Linked DNA regions of Mus musculus: regions 1, 2, 3, 4, 5 and 6 are each linked to region 7. The links are chromatin contacts, called in public HiChIP or PLAC-seq and promoter capture Hi-C maps. All regions are on one chromosome and are shown on one strand. The core of a region is the stretch at or near the end of the contact, and the rest is flanking DNA. Distances in the headings are between cores, read along the strand shown. Region 1 holds the start of Cit (citron). Region 2 holds the start of Gatc (glutamyl-tRNA(Gln) amidotransferase, subunit C). Region 3 holds the start of Pxn (paxillin). Region 4 holds the start of Tfip11 (tuftelin interacting protein 11). Region 5 holds the start of Rplp0 (ribosomal protein, large, P0). Region 6 holds the start of Rab35 (RAB35, member RAS oncogene family). Region 7 holds the start of Alkbh2 (alkB homolog 2, alpha-ketoglutarate-dependent dioxygenase).

Region 1 (3,604 bases), core at 1,074-3,573, 1.7 Mb after region 7:
CCAGGCTGGCCTCGAACTCAGAAATCCGCCTGCCTCTGCCTACCAAGTACTGACGTCTTATCTTTTATTTTTATTTGCATCTTTCAGTGTGTGCAAGCATGTCCAGGGGAAGTATGGCATGTATGAGAGATCAGAGGATGACTGGTGAGAACCGGATCTCTATTTCCTCCATGTGGGTCCTGAGGATTGAACTCAGTTCGTCAGCCTTGGCTGCAGATGCCTTTACAAGCTCAGCCACCTCATTGGCCCACATGTTAGTAGTTTTCAAACCTCCTCTGCTGGTCTCAGTGTGCATACGGATGCTCTAGGTGTATCTATACGAGGAAGCCAAGTTGTAATCAGACAAGCATGCTGTTACAGTCTGTTTTTTTTAGTCTGAGCATACTCATAAATACCTATTCTGTGCCAAGGCCTGGGATAGAGAAAAGTAGAAGTCACTACAATTTGGTGGTTATAAAAAAAAAATGGGCTTCAGAGCCAGGCCTTGGTGTCATAACCAAAATCCCAGCACCCAGGAGGCCAAGCAGCCAGATCTCGGAGTTAAAAAGGCCAGCTTGATCGTGGAGTTCCAGGACAGAGAAAAGTCTGTCTTCAAAACCATAAATAAATAAATAAATAAGAATGAAAGAGCCCAGTTCAGATCCTAACCCTGCACTTACTGGTGTGTGACTCAGTTTCCCTCCCTCCTTTTTTTTGTCTAAAAAAAATCAGCCCCTCTCTCACCCCTACATCCAACCCCCACAAAATAGCTATAGTATCATCGGGTCAAGAAAAAGGTCATTGCCTTTCTCATGGTCCCTTCAAAAGCCTCCATTCGGACCCTAGGTGCCTTATTTCCTGGCGTTGCTGTCTTGATTTTTTACACTTGTCTCTTTTGTGTGTGTGTGTAGGTGCACTGTGCACTTATGTGCAGGTGCCCGCAGAGGCCAGAAAAGATCATCTGATCCTTTGGAACCGGAATTACAGGGAGTTGTGAGGGGTTTGAGGTGGGTGCTGGGAATCAAGGGAAGATCCCCTGGAAGAGTCGCAGAGCCATTGCCCCAGCTTTTGCCATTGCGTTAGACAACACTATTTCGAGCTCGCTCTCTAGAATGCGTTTCACGGTTACATAATTTAGAAAAGCTATTCCTAGTAGTCATAGAGTGCAGAGAGCCTCACTCAGTGTTAGCAAATACTACACTCCTTTTTCGAGATTGCCCCTTCACAGGTCAGTTTACACCCTACCCTTGTGTGAATGTAAACAGCGCCGCCTCTTCACAAACACCTTCCCCCACATTGCTAACGAGGCTGGGCACTTTCCACACACTGATGGCCACTGGGTTTTCTCATTGAGAGAAGGGGGCGGTCTAGTGATCCTGGCTTAAATTTACTTGAACATATCTTTGTGGTGAGACCTCACGATCTTGCTGCGGCTCAACCCAAAGGTACAAGGCAGGCAGGCTGGAGTGGGTTCCGATTACTCCTCTGCCTCAGCTGTACCGCACAGCTTCCTGATTCCCCCCCACGTAACCCCGGCGCCTACGTTAGGCGTGGGCGATGGCTCAATTGAGTGCATTCCTGCAGAGGGCTGGAGTTTGTTTCCTAGCATCCTTATCTGAGGCAGGCAGTTCGGGCAGAGCTCCCCGCAGGAGCTCGGACAGAAATGGACAGCGCCGCAGACTCCGCAGGGGACCCCATCTCCAAACACAGCATCCTGCCAACCGCCAATTTCAAACTTCCCAGCCCAACCCCGCCTGGATTCCTTTGCCCTCTTTCTATTGGTCGCTAGTCAAAGGAAGAGACAATGTGATTGGCTTTTCCATTTCACTTCCTCTAGCCCTCCGAGATCTGGGCGGGTCCTGGTGGAGACCCCCGCTGTCCATCAGTAGATGGCGAGCGCTGATTGGTTGAGGCACGGCCGAGACCTGCCCACGTCGTTTCCTTCAAACGTTGGGGCGGGAGACTCAGGGCGGAGCGGAGCGGGGCGAATGTAAGCCGGGGGTCTGCGGAGTGTGAGTCCAGTTTGTGTGTGTGTCTGTTGGGGGATTGGAGAGGCTCTGGGCGGGGGGCAGTCCCCTTTCCCAGGTCTCCCTGGTCGACCCCGTTCATACAGAGCCCACTTTCCCACCCAAGGCCTCAGGATAGCGGGGGGAGGGGGCTCCTGAGGGTCTGCTGCGGCTGCAGCATGGGTGTGCTGGGGGTAGCCCGGGGTCTGTGGGTGCAGCCCTGGGGGCGGGACAATGGGTTCAACCCAGTGTCTCTGGTTCGTCCTTGGGGTGTCCTGGGGGAAGCCTGGGGTCTGGGGCAGGAGTTGTTGTTAGTGTCTCTGGGTGTGCTGCCGGAGGACCTCAGGGCCCCTTAAAGAGGACCCATTCCCCTGTAGACCAGTCTCTGTCCCCTGCAAGCTTTACCTGCATTCTTGCCCATGGCGCTTCCCATTTTCTGTGTGATCTTATCTCCCTCACTTAATCTCTCTGTTCCTGTGTCTTCATTCTATGAGCTGGACTGAGGCCTTGGGTGGGAAAGTGGGCTCTGTATTCTATTCCGTGCCTAACCCAGCGCCTCCTTCTTGTGTCTTTCTCCCTCTCTAGCCTATCTGGTCAGTCAGGCAACCGATCTTCCTCAGGATCATTGATCTCTGTACCCTCCAGGGGCAGTGAACCTTCCTTTCCCTGGGATAATCCTCAAGGCTCACTGATCAAACCCTTTGGGCTTGGTTCACAGGTTAGGTCTATGTAGCTACGCGACATCAGATATTTGTGTTCGTCAGGGTTTTCTAGGGGAAAAGAGCTGGTAGAATGGAAAAGTGGAGATTTATTAGGCTGCAGTCTGCTAGTCCACCAATGGCTGGTAGTTCTTTTGGAAATGATTTATTTCCATCCCTTATGTGTATGAGTACCTTTGGCCTTCCTGTGTCTGTGCCCCATGTGCCGTGGAGGCTGGTCGCCACCTCCTCATCCTGATCTCTTTAGGGAGACACGACTCTGCCAAGCCCTTCCTGCCTTCAATGTCAGTACCCGCTTGACTTTCCCCAGTGTTCCTTCGGCGTTGGCGGAGAGATGTTGAAGTTCAAGTATGGTGTGCGGAACCCGCCGGAGGCCAGTGCCTCCGAGCCCATTGCCAGTCGGGCCTCCAGGCTAAATCTCTTCTTCCAGGTAAGCAGCTGCCAGCCAGCGATGCACACCCGTGTCTGCTGTGGTAGCCGTCTTTGGTTGTATTATGGACAGAGACTGGTATTCTTAGGGTAATCCTGTTTGTTCTTTTACATGTCCTGCCTGAGCTGGACTGAGGTGCCACTGTGCTGATGATTACGTACGTGGCTGGACGTGCCCCAGGGGAGTCCCCTCATTTCTCATACTCCACACTTTTTTTTTTTAAGATTTATTTATTATTATATGTAAGTACACTGTAACTGATTTAAGACACACCAGAAGAGGGCATCAGATCTCATTACAGGTGGTTGCTGGGATTTGAACTTAGGACCTCTGGAAGAGCAGTCAGTGCTCTTACCCGCTGAGCCATCTCGCCAGCCCATACTCCACACTTTTAAACTTTTGCTTCTTTCAATGGAAGAAACCAAAATTGTCTCTAGGGTGTATTTGTGTGTGTGCGCGCGCGCGTGTGT
Region 2 (3,548 bases), core at 461-2,960, 1.2 Mb after region 7:
TTGTTTGTTTTTGACTCCTCCCTTTGTAGCAACTGCATTTCTTTAGTTTCTCCTAGAAGACAGGAAATCCTGACTCTTGAAAAAAATTACAATTCTAAAATTTTGTATGTGGCAGAGGTATGTACTATAGTGTGCCTGGGGAGGTCAGAGGAAAACTTGTTAGAGTCTATTTTCTGCCTCCACCATGTGGGTCTTAAGGAGCAGACTAAGATCATCAGAATTGGTAGCAATTGCCCTTACCCGCTGAACCCACTACCACCACCACCACTGCTGGCTCTTTAATTCTATTCTCTCCCCCAAATAAATTAATGAGATGTTTATTTGAGCATTTCCCAAGTATTTACTCAGTGCTAGACAAAAGAAAAAAAAATCCAAACATGATTCATGCTATTTGGATAAACAGAAGGGGGAAGGCAGAGAACTAACATTTAAGTAGATATGCTGTGATTAGCAGCGCTTTTGAATACCAGTAGAACCATATATTTTTTACTGTATAAAGGAATAAAAGAATTAATGGCAGTCGACAACTTAAGAGAGGAGAAGTAGGTGGGATAAGGAGCTGGTAAAAAGCAAGGACTGAAAATTGTGGGGAAAAAAGTAACAGGGAGGGAGAAGTCAAGAAGCTGAAAGAACTTGACAGTGTTAGCTTGGAGAGATGGGGAGGGGCTGTGACAGCCGAGGACCTGAGGACCTGAAGACCACGAGCACGTGTCGTGAAGATCTTGGGTGGGAAAATGACATCAGGTATCTGATGTGAATTACTGGGTAATATTAGGCAAATAGTGTTAACCTCTCTGGATCTGAGCATCAGATCAAAGACCCGAAGGTGAGAAGGACAGGAGACTAACAAGATTTAAACTTTGCAAAGCATTTCAGTGACTTCATGAAACCAATGCAATGGGTGGTAACACAGCAAGATAACCTTGGGTTCAAAGCCATTCCGCGAAATTTTAGCCAGATTCTGTCTTAAAAAAAAAAAAAAAGCCATAACTTGTTATTTGGATATCTCGTAATTAGCATATGAACTGACTTGAGGTTATACATATAAATAGTGTTTGACTTCTTCAGATATTTAATCAGATGCTCAGGAAGGCAAGTGAAAACACTTTAAGGAAATAAACCTGGTTTGTAAGCCAGTCTAGGCTGGAGGGTACTGAGGGGACAGCACCCCCGAGAGGGCGGGTAAAGGGCTCTTTGAAGTAAGGGATTCTCGGACTTGGTTCCTATTTACATCGAGACTGAGAAGACTAGAGGGTTGTAAACGAGAGTGACAGGATCAATAATGAACTAGGGGAAGAGTGAAGCCATCCTCGCGGAGACTGGACAAATTTCCAATTATGCAAAGGACCTGAAACAGCCTCAAAGGTCCGAGACCGCAGCCGGGAGTTTACCTGTCCTCCAGTACCGACTCTAGGGGCTCCACACCGTCAGTGTCCACGGCGTGCAGCTGATCCGCAAAGGCGATGGCTTTCTCTAGCCGGTCCACCGCCTCGCGGCTGCCGAAGTTCACCAGCGCCAGTCGCTCCAGATGCTCGATTACCGCGGGGGACACGCGACCGCTGCCCTGGGGGACGAGACGTGGAGCCTGGGTCCCCAGCCCCGCCGCCTGGACCTTTCCCTGTGGATTCGCTTTGGAAGCAAAGCTTCGGCCCGCGTCCAGCGGGGCCCGAAATCGCACACTCGCGGCCCGTGACCACATTTCTTTTGCTTCTCGGCCCCCGTAGGGACAGACGGTAGGGCGGCGCGCGCGCGGGGTGGGGGTGAGGGGGTGTGTGACGACATCAGAATGCGTCGCCGTCACCGCAGCTGCCATCACCGCCATGAACAGCGTCGGGGAGGCTTGCACTGACATGAAGCGCGAGTACGACCAGTGCTTCAACCGCTGGTTTGCTGAGAAGTTCCTCAAAGGGGACGGCTCCGGGGACCCGTGCACCGACCTCTTCAAACGCTACCAGCAGTGCGTGCAGGTGAGTCTCGCCCGGCCTCGCCGCAGCAGCCTGCCCTCCTCGGCCATCCCCCGAAACCGCCAGGCTGTCTCCACTTGACACACCGGGATGCCTTTGCGGTACTTTGCTTTATACAGAGTACATTAGTATTTTGTTGTTATTGCTCATTTATTTGGGATTCATTCCAAACGTGCAAGTAGCTATCATCCGTATCTTTAAAAAATTGGCGTGGCCGGGCGGAGGTGGCGCACACCTTTAATGTCCTAGCGCACGGGAGGCAGGGGCAGGCGGATCTCTGAGCTCGGGGCCAGCCTGGTCTACAGAGTGAGTTCCAGGACAGCCAGGGATATACAGAAAAACCCGGTCTCCAGAAAAAAAAAAAAAAATGTGTTCGCGTCTGCAATAAGGGTGGAGACAACTTCCGGGAGTCAGATTACTCCTTTCACATTTATATGGGTTCTGGGAATAAAGTTCAGGTCACTAGTCTTGGTGACAAGGCGTTCTATTATCTATCTATCTATCTATCTATTTTTTTCTATTATCTATATTTTACACATGGAAAAACTAGCAGTCAGAAATAGGAAGTGAATGGTTCAAAGGAACTAGAGTCTGATGACCTTGCTTATTTTGGTGGTGCGTCATTTCATTGTTATTAGGAGTGGATGGTGTTCACAGTTTTCTAGACCTAAGGTAAGGCATTGCAGAGGTCGCCTGTTTTGTTGCGATCTTTTCATTGCTCTGTTTTCCTCCGCCAATTACCTGTTGTAGCCAGTAAGATTTGATTTCAGACCAGCACTTCAAACTTAACCTAAAACTACCTCTCCATTCCAGAAGCTACCTTTAGTCAGTTCTCAGACAGGGATGGTAACTCAAGGTCACAGAGCCGATTCGGAGTGAACACTGTCACTAAGATAGAGATAGGCACCTGAACTGACCTTCAGGCCTCACCTCCCAAGAGCAGGTGTTCATACCACACAGGACTTACATTACAGTCTGTACAGTGGCACTGTTTTGTTAAAACAGGACTAAGCCGTACTCACTTTTAATCCTAGGATTCAGAGGCAGGCAGGGTGTGTGGGTCCCAGAATAGCCAGGGTTACAGAATGAGACCTTGCCTCAAAAAAAGGGTGCCCAGCTGGGCAGTGGTGGTGCATGCCTTGAATGGTGGGTTTCAAGCCCGTCCAGTTCAGTCTGGTTTACCTCTGTACCATTACACCTGTCACAAAACATGGACTGCAAGCTATCATGGACTGATAGTGCATTTTCTTCCTCCTTTAGAAAGCAATCAAGGAGAAAGAGATTCCTATTGAAGGCCTGGAGTTCATGGGCCATGGCAAAGAAAAGCCTGAAAACTCCTCTTGACCTGCCTGCCACTTGGAAGACATCAGTAAAGTGAGAGGCTTCTGGATTCTGTCAGGGAAGGCTGTGAAGCTGGCATGGGATTCCAAGATGTTAAAGGTGTTCTCCTCCATTCTGAAGCTGTCATTCCTGCTTTGAGGCAACTTCACCTTTGCTGGCATCCTGAAGAACCCCTCGTGCCACAGCGGACCAGCTTCTTGGGGTTATGGTTGCAAACTATGGTCTGGCATCAGCTTTAACTGG
Region 3 (3,382 bases), core at 417-2,916, 1.4 Mb after region 7:
GAATTAAATGTATGTGCCACCATGCCTGGCCAACAGTTTACATTTTTATTTGTCAATGATTTTAGATAGAGTCTTATATAGCCCAGGGTAGTTTCATAATCAATATTTAGCTAAGGATGGCCTTGAATTTCTTATTCTCCTGCTTCCACTTCCTAAGGGTGGGGATTTAAGTCCTATGTTACTTGTTGGGCTGGTCTTGAAGTATGTATGTATGTATGTATGTATGTTTTGAGACAGGGTCTTATGTAGCCCTGGCTGGCTTTGAACTGAACTGACTGTGTGGTGTTAAGGACAACTTTGAACTCCTGATAAACTTGCCTCTGCCTACTAAATTCTGGGATTATAGTCTTGTGCCACCACACTCAGTTTGTGTGTGTGTGTGTGTGTGTATTTATTTTTAAAAGTTTTCAAAAAATTTAAAATTTGAGACAGGTCTTCCTATAAATTGCCCAGTTTAGTCCTTACTCTTTCTCTAGTCCAGTGTAATCTTGAATTTGAAGACCTGCCTGCATCTCCCAACTAGCTGAGATTATAGTCCTGAGCTACTACACCAGGCTTTTATCATCCAGTTTCTGAGTCCCCTGGGCAAATCTGCCAGGATCCGGGAATGAAGTTTTGGTAGTTTTTGCTTTGCTGTAATGTGGGGTAAATCTACCTTGTGCAGAATTTTGGCAGTCTCTAGGAAGGGGGAAGCAGGGAAAGGGGTAAAATGAAAGGTTTCATAAGCTCTAAAGTACTGGATCTGGGGCCAGAGTTGGTCGCAGCCACTGCTGATGTTACCAGTCAGGACAAAGGTCTCAGGTTCCAGCCTGGCTGGAGGTACAAAGAGACCCTGTTTCTCCGGGCAGTGGTGGTGCATGCCTTTAATCCCAGCACTCAGGAGGCAGAGGCAGGCGGATTTCTGAGGCCAGCCTGGTCTATAGAGTGAATTCCAGGACAGCCAGGGCTACACAGAGAAACCCTGTCTCGAAAAACCAAAGAGAGGGCTGGTGAGATGGCTCAGTGGGTAAGAGCACCCGACTGCTCTTCCGAAGGTCCAGAGTTCAAATCCCAGTAACCACATGGTGGCTCGCAACCATCTGTAACGAGATATGACGCCCTCTTCTGAAGACAGCTACAGTGTACTTACATGTAATAAATAAATAAATCTTTAAAAAAAAAAACCATGAATTGTTTCAACATTAATTCAAATGAATACTTTAAAAAAAAAAAAAAAGAAAAACCAAAGAGAGAGACAGAGAGAGAGAGAGAGACAGAGAGAGAGAGACCCTGAGAGAGAGAGACAGAGAGACAGAGAGAGAGAGAGAGACCCTGTTTCACAAAAACTACATCTGGGATATTATTCTGGGATGACTAGCACTGCCATCAGTCCAAAGGCTCCAGGCAAGCCGATTTAATCCTCCTGGGAGGTGACCTACAGGGACAGGTGGACAAATCCGACTCTCTTGAGTGACAAATCTGCCACCGACTCTCTTGAGTGACTAGTCTGCCAGAAGGTCGGGTCAGACTGAACGCAGAGGTTCATGGCCTATAGACGCCACCAGCCTGTCCAGCCGCCAGGGGGCGCCACGACCACGCCCAGCTTTCGCCCCCTGCGGGATTGGGCGTGCTGGGGGGGTGGGGGGTCGGAGGCGGGGCGTGGCCAGCGTGCACGCGGGGGCGGGGCTATCCTGTCGCGGGCGCGCGCGCCGGCGGCGGCGGCGGTGGTGGAGGAGGAGGCAGCGCGGCAGCGGGTTCCGTTCCGGGCCGAGGCTGGACGCGGAAAAGTTGCGGGGCGGCGAGGAGCAGCCCGGAGACGGGCAGCGAGGGCGACATCGAGCCGGGGACTGGCGTCTGAGGACCAGCCATGGACGACCTCGGTGAGTGCGGGAGACGGAGGGCGGAGCGGCCGGGGCCCGGCGGCCGCCGATCCCACCCTAGCGCCCGGCTGGGCTGCGGTGCCTACGGCCCGGGGCTGTGCTGGCCGCTCTTCGCTGCGGCGCCTGAGGACCTCGATCCCGTACTGGGTGTTCAGGGACCCACCTCTGGGAGAGGCGCCCCGCTCCCGGGGCAGACCTCCTTGGCTTGCAGGAGACCCTCACTTGGCTTCCCCACCCCCACCTCAGAGCGTCTGCCTATGGGACTCGGTCTCAGAGGCTGTTTCTTCTATGACCCCCCTCTGTTCCCTCCAGGCCACCTTCCACTTTGCACACTGCCCCCAGACCCCCCACCCCGTTTCAGGGATATAGCCCCTTTCGAGAGAGCCCACCCATTTCCTATCACAGCCCACAGAAAAGCTTGTGAGGACCACACCCCCATTCTAATGACAAGTGTCCCCGGGGGTACTGCATATACACCCCCCCCCAACCCCCACCACACACCGTTTCAAGTCTGGTCACCCTGTATTACAAGATCAAGTTTAAACTTAGAAAGGCAAGTTTGGGGGGGTGGTGGCTTATGACTCCCGCCTCTCACCCACCGTTCCCAGACCCTGGTGACATGCCAGAGGAATGAGAAGGGGAATGGGCCGCAGGCTACGGCCATCTCTGAACGTGTCCTGGCTGGCAAGGTCCCCCACCCCCAGCATCAGAGCTGCTGGAAACCCCACAGGTAAAGAGGACAGGACACCCAGAACAGAGTTTTAACTGTCCTCGTGTTATTGGAGCCCAGAGGCCATTCTTTTCAGCCCACACTTGGTCTGCTGTTAGGACAGAGGAAAGGAAAGACTCTCCTGGAAGTGGATTTTAAACCCAAGGGGGTTGATTCAAGGCTTCTAGGAATGCCCAGTGAATCCCAGCGTGAAGGAGCCCCTGTCTTCCCCTCCCCGGAGGGCCCCTCAGCTGAGGAGGTGTGTGTGGGATAAAGTCCCTTCTCTGTAGGAGCCTTGTCTTCACTCTCTGGACTGTGGGTGGCTTGTATGACCGCTGGTGCCATCCGTGTCCCTGGCTCTGAGGAGCAGATTCACTAGATAAGACTGAGGGACCTCTCAGGCAACACAGGGTACCAAGTTAAGACTGGTCATTTTTAAAACTGGCTACAGTTTCCTTGTGGGATCAGGGAGCTGGTGTAACATCCTGGAGGCTGGGATGGTGTTGGGTCCTGCTTGGTTCACGGAGTGGGCTGTCTGCCAGGCATAGCTATGCTTTTGGGTCAGGCTTGGCACGTCCGTTCCCGATGCACTCAAGGTTGGCGTAGCTTCCAGGCAGGTATTTTTAATTTTTATTCTTCCACATAAAAATACCTGAGCTTTCGAAAGGAGGCCGGGGTGATGAGCTTTTGAGTAGGTATCTGAATGTGTAAGGGGTTCCCCCGGTGGGGACGAGGGGAATCTAGTCACAGCACCTCACAGGCTGGTTGAGGGCCCTGTTGCTTCTGGACAGTCCCCGTGCTGTTTGAAGGACTG
Region 4 (3,768 bases), core at 402-2,901, 1.8 Mb before region 7:
AGCACGATAGCACGTGTGTCAGAATGGAATGGAACGGAACGGAAGTACCCTTGCAGCTTGCGTGTGCTTGTCTGCCAACTTGGGGTCACTGCCTTCCTGGTTTACTTTCACTTGGTTCACACGCAGGGATATTCTTTCCCAACACAAGTATGCTTTCAACTTTCCTGTACTGGGATCCCTTGCTCATGCGCTGAAGGCCCCCTGCCTGCTCGTGGCCGACCTCCACACTGGCTCTCCCACACCACCATGCCTCTTCCCTTCTTCGTTCTCCTCCCGGCAGCTATGAGTTACAACTTGCCTGCCGTTCCCGCCCCCACCCCCAACCCTGGCCCCACTGCCCGCCCTCAGCTCTCTGTATCAGTTCTTAGATGCTTTCATTCACGTGACCATAAAACCCCAAGAAGGGACCCTGATCCCACAGTATCACATTGGCTCTGACGGACTCCCCAAGAGCCTCACTAACAAATCCTCCTGCATGTTTTTTGGTTAGGTTTTATTGCTGTATTGTAAAGACCATACCCAAGAGCAATTTGGGAAGGAAACTGATTTATTTGCTTTACAGATTACAGTCCAAAGACATTTTTAAAAAGAACTGAAGTAGAAGCCACGGAGGGAACGCTGCTTATTGGCTTGCTCCCTGTGCTTACAGCACCCAGGACCACAGGGGGAGGCCCCACCCACAATGGGCTGGGCCGTCCCACATCAATCATGAATCAAGCAAACGACACCAGTCTTGCCTACAGGCCATCCGATGGAAGCACCGAGTCCTTTTCCTAGATATCTCTAGTGTGTATCAAGCTGACAGGGGAAAACAAAAATAAGTCCAGCCAACAACAAAACCCACCAGGACCCAGCCTTTTAGGGTATTAGAGAAAACAAATTAGTTTCAGAACCAGAGATGGCACCAGACTATGTATAGATTTGTAAGATGTGTAAAAAGATGACATATGCTCTTTGTGGGTCGCGTTGGCACACGCCTTTAAGGCCAGCACTCAGGAGGCAGAGGCAGGCAGATCTCCCGAGTTCGAGGCTAACCTGGTCTACACAATGAGTTCCAGGACAGTCAGGGCTACACAGAGAAACCCTGTCTTTCTTTCTTTCTTTTTTTTGGGGGTGGGGGGTTTCGAGACAGGGTTTCTCTGTGTAGCCCTGGTTGTCCTGGAACTCACTTTGTATGTAGACCAGGCTGGCCTCGAACTCAGAAATCCACCTGTCTCTGCCTCCTAAGTGCTGGGATTAAAGGCGTGCGCCACCACGGCAGGATGAGAAACCCTGTCTTGAAAATTCACAAAACCAAAACCAAATCAAACCAACAAGAAACCCCAACTCCGTTCTTTCCCAGCGACAGAGAAATAACTAGAGCAAAGAGGAGAACAATAAAACTGCTTCCTGGAGAGAACTCGACATGGGGTCGCGAGGACATTTTAATCTCTCAGTGTCCTCGTGACGCTGGTAACGCCAAGTAAGACTCCAGTGCCTGGCGACGGCTCGCCCTGGAACGAGACGGCCACTCAGCCTCAGTTCCGATGGGAACCAGAAGCAGCGCGAGGCGGGATCACCGGCCCTTCCGGGTTGCAGACACGCCCCCTCCGGCGTGAAGTCGCTGCCGGGGCAACAGCGCGCCACTTCCGCCTCTGAGCGATGACGTATTTCCGATGCGCCGGTAAAGGCCACATCCGGGTTTGGGCTGGCGGGACCCTCGCAGATTCGGGGACGCTGGGCGAAGGCTGTGTGGCTCTCGCGGATGCTGAGCGAGGTGAGCAGGCGGCGGGGTGGCGTCCCGGGAGCGCGGGCTGAGGCTCCGAGGCTCCGTGACGACGGCTTTACGGTTTCCCTGCGCTCCGGGCCCGCTGCTGACATTGAGCTGAGCGTCTCCTGTCCCCTGTGCTGGGGAGGTGGCGGTGCTGTAATTGAGTGGGCCTAGGGCTTCCTGCTCCTTTGAGGAAACTCAACATGTGCTGGTTGCTGGGGTCGGAACCTGTTGAGTTTCGCCGGTGCATAGTGAGGAGGAGGAGGAGGAGGAGCAGCGGGGGGGGGGGGGAGCTGTTAGTCACCGCGGAGCCGTTTTCACGCTGTCAGTCACTGGTGTCACATAGTGAGGATGTTACTGTGCAATGCACACAGTGTCGGGTCGGGACCTTTGAATGTGATAACCACACTCACAGGTGTTCATAGAGGCGCGATTTAGACTCAGGCTGGGGTGTTAAGTGTTAATGATTTTCACAATCATTTTGAAGGATTCACTTCGCAGTCCTGACTTGTAATGAGTGTGAACCTGAAACCCGATCATGGAGTGGAAGAAGATGCTTTTTTTTTTTTTTCCTTTTTCCTCCCTTTCCCCCCGTTTCTGTTTTTTGTTTGTTTGTTTGTTTTGTTTTTTGTTTTTGTTTTCAAGACAGAATTTCTCTTTAGCAGCCAGCCCTGGCTGCCCTGGAATTTGCTTTGTAGACCAGGCTGGCTTTGAACTCAGACCCCCCTGGTCTCTGCCTCCCTACTGCTAGAGTCAAAGATGTAAGGGTGCTGTTTCTTGAGCACCTACTGGGAGCGGAGCTTTCGTTGTTGTTTTGTCGGTTTTGAGACCAGGCTGGCTTTGAACTTAGAGAGATGGATCTGCCTCTCTGCCTCCAAAGTGTTGGAGCTTTTGTTTTTCGAAAGTATCATCTTAATCAGTCCTTACAAGCTTCTCCTGGAACTGAATGAATGCAGTTATGAGAGAGAGAGATGAATAGCTACCTGGGTAGAACACTGTTTTTTCCCTACCCTCTAGGAGTGACTGCAAAGTGGCATTCAGAAAGACTGCAACCTTCCAGTACCGTAGAAGCCGTTCAGGGAAGGAAACCTTCAGTCCCGTGGAAATAGTATTTCAGAAAATGCTCTGAAGTTTCCCTGGAACTGCAAATTGGCTAGATACAACTTTTCCTGGAGAAGTAAAAAGACCAACCTGGTTTCTGAGGTAATAACATTTAGAGCTGTTGCTTCCTTTCTGTGGCATATGTGCCTGTCATTCTGTGGCCCCGCCCCACGCGTGCATGGTGATTGACTCTGACAAGGCATTGTGCGTTAGGCCCCCTTCGGATGGCTGGGTCTGACTTGTCTCACTTGTCACGGAGCTGGTCATTTTGCCCTTTGTTTAATGGCTGCTTTACTGAGTTGGATCATGAGGCTCATTAATAGCTTTTTGACACTGGCGGATCTTCTGCTAGCCCCAGGTTCTCACAGTGCTGTTCTTGTCACCGTCCTCTAGTGACTGGCCATGTCTCTGTCCCACTTGTACCGGGATGGCGAAGGCCACCTTGATGATGACGATGACGATGAGAGGGAGAACTTTGAGATCACCGACTGGGATCTCCAGAATGAGTTCAACCCCAACCGGCAGCGCCATTGGCAGACCAAAGAGGAGGCCACCTACGGGGTGTGGGCGGAGCGAGACTCGGACGAGGAGAGGCCCAGCTTTGGAGGCAAAAGGTACTGTGTGCTGGGCTGCATGCCCTGGGTCTGGAGGATCGGGAAGGCATCCCAGAAGAGTTTTCTGCCCTTGTAGAGTCCGGGTGCTACAGCATCTTGCTATGTGTTGTTGAGCTGGGGTGGCGAGCTCCCCCTCAGCAGTTACTGTGTGATGGGATCAGGGCTACTTATGGATAGGGAAGTGCTGACCCACCACAGGCATGGCAGCTGTGGGGCCATGCTGTGTCAGGGAGCACTCACAGGGCACTAGAGAACAGGGAGTTTAGAGAGGGTGCTCTGGAGAAAACGCTGTTGGACCAAACG
Region 5 (3,728 bases), core at 1,062-3,561, 1.4 Mb after region 7:
GCTACACCTTTCATCTGGGATTAAGAGGTGTGGTGGAACACACCTTTAATCTGGGCTACACCTTTCATCTGGGATTAAGAGGTGTGGTGGAACACACCTTTAATCTGGGCTACACCTTCTGCTGGAGACAATATAAGGACATTGGAAGAAGGGAGTCTTGCTCTTGCTCTCTTGCCTGCTTGCCGTGTGTGACTGAGCTAGATCCTTGGACTCCCATTCACAGCTACTACTGAACCATTGTTGGGAATTCGGCTGCAGACTGTAAGTCATTAATAAATTCCTTTACTATATAGAGACTATCCATAAGTTCTGTGACTCTAGAGAACCCTAACTAATATATATTGGTGTACGACAGTTAGGGTATTTATAGTGTCAGAGTCAGGATGTCTTTGGAAATGTAACGTAGCCATTATGTATGCACTTGGAAAAGTGCGTTTAGAGAAAGAGAGACATGGGGTTTGGATTTGACTGTGGAGCACAGTGGGGCCCACACAGTGGCCTTTGAACCTGTTTCTGCAGCCTTCTGAAATCATCAGGTGATTTAAACACTCTGGGCGCTTTCTTGTGGATAAAGTATTGCACCTCAGGACTTGGGGGGTGGGGATGGGGTGACGGTGGTAGCTTCAGGAACATGCACCAGCACTTAGTGCTGAGCATGGGGAATCCTTGTCATTAAAGAGCGACCTCAGCAGCCACTGATGCCTGCAGTTCTCAAACTGGACTGATCTTCAAAGGCACCAGGAAGCTTTAAAACAACAGACTGCTTGTTTAGCATGAACAAGGCCCTAGGTTCAATATCTTCCCCCATATATACACACTTATTTATATATGGATATTTATTTATTCATGGGTCTGGGAAGATGGCTCAGCAATTAAAAACAAGGCAGGAGTGAGACTGTCTCAGTAAAACAATTATCCAAATAATGTTGAACGACTGTGTGTGTATATATATAATGTGTATATATATATATATATATTATATATATATATATATATTATATATATATATATATATATATATATATATATGTGAAGAAGCTAGTTTTATGTATCGATTTTCTCCCGTATCCCTGGAAGGGAAAGCAAACGGTCAATAAAGTGGAAGTGCTTTTTAAGACAACACAGCAAGCGGCAGAACAAAGTTATGGATCCGGGTCTCATCTGGCCGCATGCCCTGCGTTTTGCCTGCTCAACAAATACTTATCTGCCCACTGTCTGGCAGGCACAGAATAAAATCTCTGCCCTGTGGAGCTTACCTTCCTGCAGGGAGAGGCTGACAAGCAGAATGTGGTGAATTATACAGCGAGTTAGATGGTGTAAGTGCTGCAGGAGAAGGTGGGAGAGTAAGGGAGAGTAGGTTTGGTTTTGCCCCCGCCCTTAAAATTTGAAATCAAGAATCAGGGCAGGTCTCCTTGAGTAGATAGCATTTGCAGCAAGATGTGGGGGAGGTGAGTTTCTCTGACCGAAGCTGGCCAGCACCATTCAAAAAGCTGTGAAGCCGGTGGTGGTGGCGCACACCTTTAATCCCAGCACTTGGGAGGCAGAGGCAGGCGGATTTCTGAGTTCAAGGCCAGCCTGGTCTACAAAGTGAGTTCCAGGACATCCAGGGCTATACAGAGAAACCCTGTCTCGAAAAACCAAAACCAAAACCAAAAAAAAAAAAAGGCATACTCTTGAAGGGGATAAAAGGGCAAAGGGATCAGGCGAGAGGCAAACACATCAGTAGGAAAGCAAGAAAACAGATTGCGACAGTGGAAACAGTCGTGTGGGACCTTGAGAATAGTCTACGTTTTAGGCGTTTACTCAGAGAAAACGGCAATCTTTGATTAACTTTGTGCGGGTGAAGATGTAGGTTTTGAAAGGAAGAACAAAACGGGCAGTGGTGGCGCACGCCTTTAATCCCAGCACTTGGGAGGCAGAGGCAGGCAGATTTCTGAGTTTGAGGCCAGCCTGGTCTACAAAGTGAGTTCCAGGACAGCCAGGATATACAGAAAAACCTAAAAAAATAAAAAATAAATAAATTAAAAGAAAGAAAAAAGAATGGAAGAACAAGAGGAGACTAGAGCATCAGCTAGGGTTTCGCAGAAAGTTGTTTTGCTGTACTGACTCGGTGACGCTGCAGGGCGGCTCCGACCCAGCAGAGGGCAGCAGGTCTGAAAGCGCGCCTCCTGCGGCCGGGTGCTGTCTTTACTTTCCCGACTTGCTGGAGTGGCAGCGGTCTCAGCCAATAGACGCGCATGTTTATTGAGTGAGGCAGGACAGTCGATGGAACCAGCCAATAGGCATGGACGACGTCGTCTTCGGGTTTCGAGGACCGCCTGGTTCTCCTATAAAAGGCACACGCGGGCATGCGGCCCGTCTCTCGCCAGGCGTCCTCGTTGGAGGTTGGGGGGTTGTTTTGTTGTGGGAGGGCGGCAAGAGCGCGGGGACGTTGCGGGTGGGAGCGATGGGCTCGGGAAGGATCGCGGCCGGGCTCTGCCCGTCCGGTCTACCGCCTGGCTTGTCGGATCGCCCGCGCTGCTGGCGGCCGCAGCCCGGGGCCCAGCTCTGGCGTGGCCGGCTTGGCCTAGGCCTGGGATCGGGGCCGGTGTTGGGGTTACCGGGCTCAAGCTGCCCCCTCTCTCTCCCCAGTGACATCGTCTTTAAACCCCGCGTGGCAATCCCTGACGCACCGCCGTGATGCCCAGGGAAGACAGGGCGACCTGGAAGTCCAACTACTTCCTCAAGATCATCGTAAGTGTGGAGCGGGCCGGGGACGCGCGGCTTCCGCCTCCGGGTCTTCCCGGGGCGGTCGTTGGCCACGCGCTTTAACAGAGTTTGGGCATCCTGGGGAAGTTCTGTAGTCTTGGGATCTCCCCCCCCCCCCCCCGCGTTCCAGAACTAGCTCGCTCACCCAGTTTTTCATCTCGTCGAGCCCTTCGCGTTTGTGCAAAGGGCTGAGACTGGAGTGATTCATCTTGTTGCCCATCTGAGACCTGCCAGTCAGGCTGCTGTTGAGTGACTTAATTACAAAAGGCCTTTGAGGTGGCTTTGAACCAGAGCTACCAGACTTTGTAGGTACCAGTCTGTTTTAGTTAACTTTTCTTTTTTTTTTCCGAGACAGAGACAAAGATTTTTGGGTCTGGTAGTACCTTTTATATTTCACAACCTAAGATCCCCCGACCTCTCTATAATTTGTTTTCTGTGCTTTTTAAGTCTGTCTCTTCCCTGATCAGAGTCACTTTGGTCACCCAGGCACGCCTTATTTAAAAAGTAAAGCTTAAGATTTACTTGAGGCAAGTCTTCCCCCTATAGCTCTGGCTGGCCTCGGATTAGCAATTAAGCCTTACCTGTCTTTACAGGTGTGGCACCACACCCAGCTAAAAGTTAATTTTTGGCTGTGACAGTAATTTTGTGATACTCGTAACCAGCAAGGAAGCTGGATCAGATAAAGACAGACGTTGGGCTCGGGTGGCTGGCTCCTAGCGAGAAGTGTCACACCTAGGGTGAAGCAATGGGGAGGTAGAGGTAGCAGGGTTTCGGGTTTTGCTGGGTATTTTTTGTTTGTTTTCCTCTCAATGTAGTTTTTCCTGGCTTCCTTCATAGCAACTTTTGGATGATTATCCAAAATGCTTCATTGTGGGAGCAGACAACGTGGGCTCCAAGCAGATGCAGCAGATCCGCATGTCGCTCCGAGGGAAGGCCGTGGTGCTGATGGGCAAGAACACCATGATGCGCAAGGCTATCAG
Region 6 (3,721 bases), core at 1,125-3,624, 1.5 Mb after region 7:
TAGTACAGTATAGTATAGTACAGTACAGTACAGTATAGTATAGTATAGTAAATGGTAAGAGGCCATTACATAGTTACAGAATAAAGGCAGGAATTAACACCCACTGGGTTCCAGGTGACATATGGATGGGGCAGAACTGGGAATCTCATCTCCCTAGAGCTGTTCTGCTTCACTCCCCAGAGAGTCCTGTGTTGACAGGTTGCTGCTCTGGGACTGTGGGAAGTCCCCTATAGGAAACAGCTCGATGATGAGCGAGCCCTTGCAGAATGACTAACATTGGTCCCTGTGACTGACGATGCATAGCCTCACATTTACAGTATTCTGAGGAAACAGACTCTGAGGCCCCTTGACTATCCAGAAGCTATTCAGGGGTGGATTTCAAAGCTGGCATTGAAACTGCAATCTTTTCAACCTAGGAGCAGGCATGAAGATGACCTGACCCGATGCTTTAGGTGCCAGGGAGACGTGGAGTGCTTATCTGAAGTCTACCCTAATCCTAAGACTTCTTGCTTTCCATCTGTCTCCTCTAAAATGTTTTTTTTTTTTTTTTTTTTAAAGATTTATTTATTTACTTTATGCATGTGAGTACAGTCTCTATCTTCAGACACACCAGAAGAGGGCATCGGACCCCATTACAGATGGTTGTGAGCCACCATGTGGTTGCTGGGAATTGAACACAGGACCTCTGGAAGAGCAGCCAGAGTGCTCTTAACCGCTGAGCCATCTCTCCAGCCCCTCTAAAATGTTTTGAGGTTTTTCTGTTATGTACCTGAATGTTAGTTTGAGTCTACAGACCACATGTCTCAAGTGTCAGCCAAGGCCGGAGGGTGACATCAGTTCTGAGACTGGAGTTACAGATCCTGGTAAGGCGCCATGGGGGGTGGGAGGGGCTGAGGATTTAACCAGGTTCCTCCGGAGGAGCAGCCAGTGTTCTTAACTGCTGAGCCATTCCTCAGCCCCTTCCCTGTTTCTTAAAAAATGCCAATCAAAGGAATAGCAGGAACCTGGCCAGTCCCAGGAGTTTTCAATCAAGAACACAACACAGCCAGCGTCTCTCCTCAGCCAGTATCTTATGATTCTAGGCTCGTGTTCATCTGACATCACCAGGCTTGCTTCAGGGAAATAAAGAGTTCAAGCAAGGCCTAGATCAGACACTGTGTGTGCTGTTCAAGGACCTGCAGTACCTTGAATAACAAGAAAATTATGAACTGCATAAATCTACCAGCAGCGGAATTGTTAAGGAATAGTACAACCATCAGATGGGGGTACCACGTGGTGACGAGGCAGTTAAATGATTGATGGCGGCATACCGGTGAACTGCGAGAGGCACATGGGTGCTTAGATACTCTGAAATGTATGGGAAAACATGTATCCATTAGACTAGTAAGTGTTTCATGCTGTCCAAGAAACTTTAAAGGAAAACTAATGTCAACTTTGAATTCAGTAAGCGTCTGTATTTTGTTGTTGTTTTGTTTTAAACACTAGCACTGCTTCTTACGGGGAAAGATTAGGAGTGGGCAGTATCCCCAACAGGTGCTTGGCTGGAAAGCACTGGAGGGCAAGAAGAAGCAGGGACAAAGAGGCTGGGGGTGGAGCTCAGCTCGAAAAGCGTCTGCCTAGCATCTGCGAAGCCATGGGTTCGAGTCTCAGCACCACATTAAAACAGGACTCAGGAGGTACAGGTGGGATCAGAAGTATATGGTTATCCTCGGCTACTCGAGAGAGTCAGGAAGCCACCCTGGGATACTTGAGAACTTGTCTGGAAAAAGTAAAAAACCACAGGGATGGGGCAATCCCTGCAGACCTGCAGGGAGGATGGCGATGGCAGCGACAGCTCTCGGGGACGGGCAGGTGGGCTTCCGCTCCAACTGGAAAAAAACGTGGGGCTGGCTCCGCGCTGCGTCCGGAAAACTGAGGCAGAAGGAGCAGAAGCGCTGGCGAGCAGGGTGCATACGCCCCACGGATCCCAATCCGGAACCGCTACCCGTTCCGCCAGGGGGTCGGGCGTCCGGGATCGTGGTGCTCGGGGGACGACTTCCTCCCCAGCGCTGACCTCCAGGCTTCAGCCCTGCGGCCGGTTGTCACCTCTCTTCCGTCGGGCCCTGCTAAACGGTTCGGTTCTCCCGGGGATCCGCAGCGACGGCGCTCGCTCGCTCGCTCGCTCGCTAGCTCACTCGGACCTCGGCCGGCGAGCGTAGCGCACTGCGCGTGCGCGGAGAGGGCGCGGCTGGCCGGGGCTGCGGCTGCGCAGAGGCGGTTCCAGCCCCCGCGCCTGCGCAGTGGCGGGGCGGGGCGGGAAGGAGGGAGGCGGCGGCACCGGCGGCGGCTGCTGAGGAGGAGGAGGAGGAGGCGGAGGTGGGGGAGCGGAGGGAGGTGTTTCTGTCAGTTCCGGCTGTTTGTTCGGGAAGTGGATCCGCCGCTGCCGGAGCAGCCGGGAGGGAGCTGCGGATCGCGAGGCCAGGACCGACCCCGCCCGCCCAGCTCGCCTGCCCGCCCGCGCGCGCGCGCCCGCCCGCCCGCCGCCCCCGCCCGCCATGGCCCGGGACTACGACCACCTCTTCAAGCTGCTCATCATCGGCGACAGCGGTGAGGGCCGCAGGGGCCGGAGGCGGTGTGGGCCCTGCCGGGCGCGGCCCGCGGGGGCCTCGGGGCGGGCGGGCGAGCGGGGCGGGCGGGCGAGCGAGCGAGGAGGCGCGGCCCGCGCGGGGCGGGAGGCGCGGAGCTCGGCGGGGTCGCAGGCCCCGGGGGGGCCGCAGCGAGGGGACTCCGGGGTGGCTCCTCGGCGGGGCGGGGGGCACCGAGGGCGCGGGATGCACGCACGGCCCCGGCGCTCGTTCCTGCCTCACGTGTGACCTTGGTCAAGTCGCGCGATCGCTGGAGTTGGAGAGAGCCGGGTTCGAGTCCCGGGGAGGCAAGCTTTTGCCGCTCTGTGACCTTGGGCGAGTTGTCTCGCCTCCCTTGAGCCTCAGTTCCTGCATCTGAGAAGTGGGGACTTGTTAAGCTGAGCGGTGGGATGATTCGGTGAGCTGAAAGTAGGGAAAAGCGCCTGACCCGGCATAAAGTAACCTCTAAGTAACTCACAGTGTTAGCAGCATGAGTCGCCCTGTGAAGACTCAGCGCTCCGTGAAATGGGGGTATTTCCAGGACCCGTCTCCGGGTTGCCGTGCGCTTGGATGAGGTGCGGCAGGTACAGCCATGAGCGCATTCCTTTAGAATTGTTACTAAGTCTCAGCAAGGTTCAGTTCTCATCTGTGGAATGGGAGTGGTAGATTTGCCTGCCAAGGCTGATGTGAGCACACACTTAATGAGGGGACTAGTGTTTGGCACACAGTAGGTGGACAGTGTTTGCTGTTCTCTTACCCGGGTGCTTCATTCAATATTTTAAGTGCTTTGTGTACACAAACACACACACACCACACACCTTTCAGTACCGCGCCATCTCTGATTCATAGATCAGCTTCTGGTACCCAGTGCTTAAATGCATTTGGTCAGTGAATGAGAGTCACACTGGTTTCTGGCCAAGGATGAAGCATTTTAGAGGTGTTTGGAGTATGGCAGGTGACCAGGTCCTGTGGGGTGATGGTGAGTTCAGGGAGGCAGGCCCAGGATGTTTAGGGGAGCTTAGCTGAGGTGCCAGGAATATGTGATGTTTTAGGAAGGAGGCTGGCGAGCAGCTAAGTTTATAGATCAGACTGGAGTGTGGGATAGAGAGGGTCATGTG
Region 7 (3,747 bases), core at 1,058-3,557:
AGAACACAAATTCCAAGCCAGCATGTCTCAACGAAAGAGAGAGATGCCTCAGTTGGTAAAGTGTCCACCACAAGGTATTGCTCAGTATGCCTCGAATCCCACTGCTGGAGGCTCACTGGCCAGCTGGCCTCACTGGATCTGCAAGTTCCAGACTCAGGAGAGGCCATGTCTCAGTGAGGAAGCGGTCTCCAGCTGGGCTTTATGTCAAGGGGCAGAAGGAATGCACATGAGTATACTGAAAATCCACTGGATTCTGTGGCTTCCTTGTGCAGACACATGAGACATGTAGACACACTATGTGCAGACACACAAGGCATGTGGACACAATAGCATTAAAACCAGCGGGCCACAAAAACAAAATAACATGAGAGCACCACAGGGGCTTGGGACAAAGGGGTTCTGTAGGAGTCAGGGTGATGAATCGGGGGTGTGTGAAAACAGCCAAAATGCATCATACACATGCATGAAATTGCTGAAAACAAAACATGGGTGACTTGTGATAAGTTATTTCTCTGCCACGGGTGAAATGGGCCAAGACAGATTAGATAATACTAAATGCAGTTTCTTGGGGCCAGTTCACTGGCCAGGGAATTCACCATAGGGGAGGAGGAAGAGAAATAGAAATAGAAAAAGAGCTCGAGTGTACAGAGAGAAGAGAAAGAGGAGAGACCACAATGTCTGGATCATATAGGGAAGAGCCTCTGGGGGAAGGGCTGCTCAACCCCTGGGCTGGAAACAGGGTTGGGGGCAGGGTATGTCAGGAAAGGACTTGTGTGTGGGGGGAGGAGGGGGATGCTGGAAGAACCTGGAGGCCTGGTCTGCTTTGATATACAAAATACACACTCCCTTTGTCCCTGGTCCAGAACCAAATCCTTCTAAGAGAAGGCCCCTGAGGCCATCATTCTCCCCTTCCTTTTTAAAATTTTGTTTTATTTTATGTATTTAAATATTTTATTTTGCTTGCTTGTGATGTCTGTGCCCTCGAAGGCTGGACAAGGGCACCACAGTAGCTGGAACTGGAGTTACAGAGGATTGTGGGCTGCCATGTGGGTGCTCAGACCCAAACTTGGGTCCTCTGGGACAGCAACTAGTCTTAACTGCTGACTCATCTCATACATTTATTTAATTATGGTCTTTAACAAAACAAAACAGGGTGTCGACAGGCAGTGGTGGCGCACGCCTTTAATCCCAGCACTTGGGAGGCAGAGGCAGGAGGATTTCTGAATTTGAGGTCAGCCTGGTCTACAGAGTGAGTTTCAAGGCAGCCAGGGCAACACAGAGAAACCCTGTCTCGAAAAAACAAAAACCACTGAGGCCTAACCTTCGCCTCCAGCTATTTTGAATCAGTATCACGAAGATCCCAGAATGGTTCGGTTTGGGGGTTTGTTTTGCTTTTTTTGTTATTTAGTTTTTTAACTTCCCAGGTAATTCCAATCAGTTGCCAAATAATTTCGTTCTAGACCTCGTGGACAGTTCGTATGCCAAACCATAACCTAACCTAACCAGAGCTGCCCAGACCGTGACCTAATCCGTCACAGCCGGAAGTTCACGCTTCTCCCAGGGAAGGCGCATCCTGTCCTCGCACAAGCCTAACGCACGTAAGACCTCCGCCTACCAGTAAAATACTCCACTTCTTGCTCCAACTCTCGGAAAATCTTGTCTGCCTCGGCTTTGCCGAATAGGACGGTGTAATCACAGCTCAGACCTTCCGCGCGAAGGTGTCGCCAGTCCGGGCTCTTCAGGTCGCCCGAGGCTCCTCCCGTCGGGGCGGGCTCCTCCCCTCCCCCTTGGAGGTCGCGGAGGTCTGGCCTCACCAGGAACTTGTCCATCCCGCCGCCCACTCACAGCTCAGACGCGTCCTACAAAGGAAACAAGAGCGCATTAAACCTCCTAGGAGGTGCCTGGCGGGCATCATCCAGGCGGGGAGCCTGCCCTGTAGCTTAAGTCTTCCTAGCACAAGCTGACCCGAACCACGCTGTCCTCACGCCCCAGGCGCCCATCGGTAGGAATCCCGGGCACGCATCCCCAGGCCCGCCCTGGAATGGAGTACTTTTAAAGACCCGTCCGTCCTCTTCGGAATTCGAGAGCTTTGGCTGCAAACGGCTGCCCAAACCCAAAAGGCTACACATGGGAAGACGCAAGCGCAGAGAGGCATGAGGCTCGCCCAGTTACCCAGAAAAGCAGGGTTGCCTCTGCCCTGCGGCCCCGCGGGGTAGGGGCTGGCACGGGCGAGCAACCGGGCTCCACCGGAGAGCCCGGAGCGGTGGGTCAGGTCTCTGCACAGACACACGCAGCCCCAGGAACCCTCACCCCGCCCCTCCCGCCTACGCGGGACTTCCGGGCACAGCGCCCCCTGCCGGTCTCCCTGCGCACCGCAGGATGCTGCCTTCACCTGATGGCTCAGCAAGGTTAGGCCTGTGGACCAGTTCTGGGGTCTACGAGCCTAGTGTGCTACAGCATACTGTCTGGGGGGCTTGAGGGCAGTGTATGAATCTGCACTCCTGACAAAGACACAGCATTGTCTGACCACTACAGTCGACATGGAGAACAGTTATACCATCCCATAGAATCCTTCCTCCCTTAGGTTCCGACATAATTTGTCAGCTATTCCTTGCTTGCTCTTCTTCACGATTCCACATAAATGTGATGGATTAGAGGCTGTATAGCCTTTTGCGTTTGACTTATTTCTGTAAGCACACTGCTTTTAGATATAACCGTGTTTTAAAATCTTTATTTTATTTTATTTATATGAGTACACTATTGCTCTCTTCAGACACACCAGAAGAGAGCATAAGATTCCATTACAGATGGTTGTGAGCCACCACGTGGTTGCTGAGAATTGAACTCAGGGCCTCTGGAAGAGCAGTCAGTGCTCTTAACCGCTGAGCCATCTCTCCTGCCCCTGCCCCCGTGTTTTTTAATCTTTTGGGGGGGTTGTTTTTGTTTGTTTTTCTTTTCTTTGTATGTGTGTGTGTGTGTGGTTTGTTTCGAGACAGGGTTTCTCTGTGTAGTCCCAGCTGTCCTGGAACTCACTTTGTAGACCAGGCTGGCCTCAGACTCAGGAATCCATCTGCCTCTGTCTCCCAAGTGCTGGGATTAAAGGCGTGCGCCACCACTGCCCAGCTGTGTTTTTTAATCTTTAGCTTCAAGTACAGCCATTTTATTTATATACTATGTATAAACATAGAGGACATTTGTACCGTTTTTCTCCTTCCATTGCTGGTATGGAAAGACCTGTGACAGTCATTTCTTGCTCCTGGTGGCACAGAAGAAAAAAAAATCACCATAAATATTCAAGCTCAAACTTTTCTGTGAATGCTGAGTTTACTTCATTGAGAAAACGCCCTGGTCCTCGACCAGAGGGAACGTGTTATATCTCTCTAAAGTGCTGCCTATGGGAGCACACGGTGCTCTCTGCTGTCACACACCAGCAGGGCACAGCAGGTCCTGTCTTATCCACGTTGTATTTTGGAGATGAAAACAAAAAAGGGGCAATGTGATAAACAAGATTTCTTTGTACAATATGGAAGTTGTGAGCAGGGTGACAGGCTAGGGAGTAGGGGGGGATGGGGAAGAGGATCTTACAGGGAAGAATCCTAAGCCAGCATTGAAGCTTTCCAGGTAAGGGACAAAATAACATAGCATGCGAAGATTTTAGCGGGACGCTGCGGAAAGGCAAACCGCCTGGAGAACTGCTAAATTGGGAGTCTAGTCAGTTCAGATTGGGAGGCTGTAGCCCAGACTAGC

Evidence for each region. Promoter capture Hi-C pulls out the DNA fragments that hold promoters and counts their contacts. HiChIP or PLAC-seq counts read pairs in DNA pulled down with a chosen protein or histone mark.
Region 1: a contact with region 7 is called in a promoter capture Hi-C map of pre-B cells, with 4 times the contacts expected there. The contact joins the promoter of Cit here to the promoter of Alkbh2 in region 7. A contact is called at or near these places in 4 of 39 promoter capture datasets (cranial neural crest, hematopoietic stem and progenitor cells, liver and 1 more) and 1 of 484 Hi-C or Micro-C datasets (B cells).
Region 2: a contact with region 7 is called in a promoter capture Hi-C map of liver, with 4 times the contacts expected there. The contact joins the promoter of Gatc here to the promoter of Alkbh2 in region 7. A contact is called at or near these places in 3 of 39 promoter capture datasets (liver and pre-B cells), 1 of 115 datasets of contacts at active chromatin or transcription factors (pancreatic cancer cells) and 1 of 9 other capture datasets (liver).
Region 3: an H3K27ac HiChIP or PLAC-seq map of microglia shows a contact between it and region 7, with 5 times the contacts expected there. The contact joins the promoter of Pxn here to the promoter of Alkbh2 in region 7. A contact is called at or near these places in 3 of 39 promoter capture datasets (liver and pre-B cells) and 1 of 115 datasets of contacts at active chromatin or transcription factors (microglia).
Region 4: a promoter capture Hi-C map of pre-B cells shows a contact between it and region 7. The contact joins the promoter of Tfip11 here to the promoter of Alkbh2 in region 7. A contact is called at or near these places in 2 of 39 promoter capture datasets (liver and pre-B cells) and 1 of 115 datasets of contacts at active chromatin or transcription factors (astrocytes).
Region 5: a promoter capture Hi-C map of liver shows a contact between it and region 7, with 4 times the contacts expected there. The contact joins the promoter of Rplp0 here to the promoter of Alkbh2 in region 7. A contact is called at or near these places in 3 of 39 promoter capture datasets (cranial neural crest, liver and pre-B cells).
Region 6: a promoter capture Hi-C map of pre-B cells shows a contact between it and region 7, with 7 times the contacts expected there. The contact joins the promoter of Rab35 here to the promoter of Alkbh2 in region 7. A contact is called at or near these places in 3 of 39 promoter capture datasets (liver and pre-B cells), 2 of 484 Hi-C or Micro-C datasets (CD8 T cells and centrocytes), 1 of 115 datasets of contacts at active chromatin or transcription factors (large pre-B cells) and 1 of 9 other capture datasets (liver).

The regions. Positions count from the first base shown.
Region 1 is chr5:115,843,333-115,846,936 of GRCm38.p6, forward strand. It overlaps Cit (citron), which reads left to right and starts at 2,324. Exons shown (of 47, transcript NM_007708.3): 1 at 2,324-3,134. The coding sequence starts at 3,039.
Region 2 is chr5:115,339,451-115,342,998 of GRCm38.p6, forward strand. It overlaps Gatc (glutamyl-tRNA(Gln) amidotransferase, subunit C), which reads right to left and starts at 1,711. Exons shown (of 3, transcript NM_029645.3): 1 at 1,392-1,711. The coding sequence starts at 1,699. It overlaps Triap1 (TP53 regulated inhibitor of apoptosis 1), which reads left to right and starts at 1,781. Exons shown (of 2, transcript NM_026933.3): 1 at 1,781-1,967; 2 at 3,225-3,548. The coding sequence starts at 1,821. The coding sequence ends at 3,308.
Region 3 is chr5:115,505,010-115,508,391 of GRCm38.p6, forward strand. Pxn (paxillin) reads left to right here and starts at 1,667. Exons shown (of 12, transcript NM_133915.3): 1 at 1,667-1,859. The coding sequence starts at 1,847.
Region 4 is chr5:112,324,718-112,328,485 of GRCm38.p6, forward strand. It overlaps Tfip11 (tuftelin interacting protein 11), which reads left to right and starts at 1,652. Exons shown (of 14, transcript NM_018783.4): 1 at 1,652-1,756; 2 at 2,768-2,953; 3 at 3,245-3,465. The coding sequence starts at 3,254.
Region 5 is chr5:115,557,156-115,560,883 of GRCm38.p6, forward strand. It overlaps Rplp0 (ribosomal protein, large, P0), which reads left to right and starts at 2,312. Exons shown (of 7, transcript NM_007475.5): 1 at 2,312-2,384; 2 at 2,632-2,733; 3 at 3,586-3,728. The coding sequence starts at 2,680.
Region 6 is chr5:115,629,613-115,633,333 of GRCm38.p6, forward strand. Rab35 (RAB35, member RAS oncogene family) reads left to right here and starts at 2,375. Exons shown (of 6, transcript NM_198163.1): 1 at 2,375-2,586. The coding sequence starts at 2,535. It overlaps 1110006O24Rik (RIKEN cDNA 1110006O24 gene), which reads right to left and starts at 2,204. Exons shown (of 1, transcript NR_027810.1): 1 at 1,437-2,204.
Region 7 is chr5:114,125,911-114,129,657 of GRCm38.p6, forward strand. It overlaps Alkbh2 (alkB homolog 2, alpha-ketoglutarate-dependent dioxygenase), which reads right to left and starts at 2,308. Exons shown (of 4, transcript NM_001359941.1): 1 at 2,173-2,308; 2 at 1,616-1,859. The coding sequence starts at 1,829.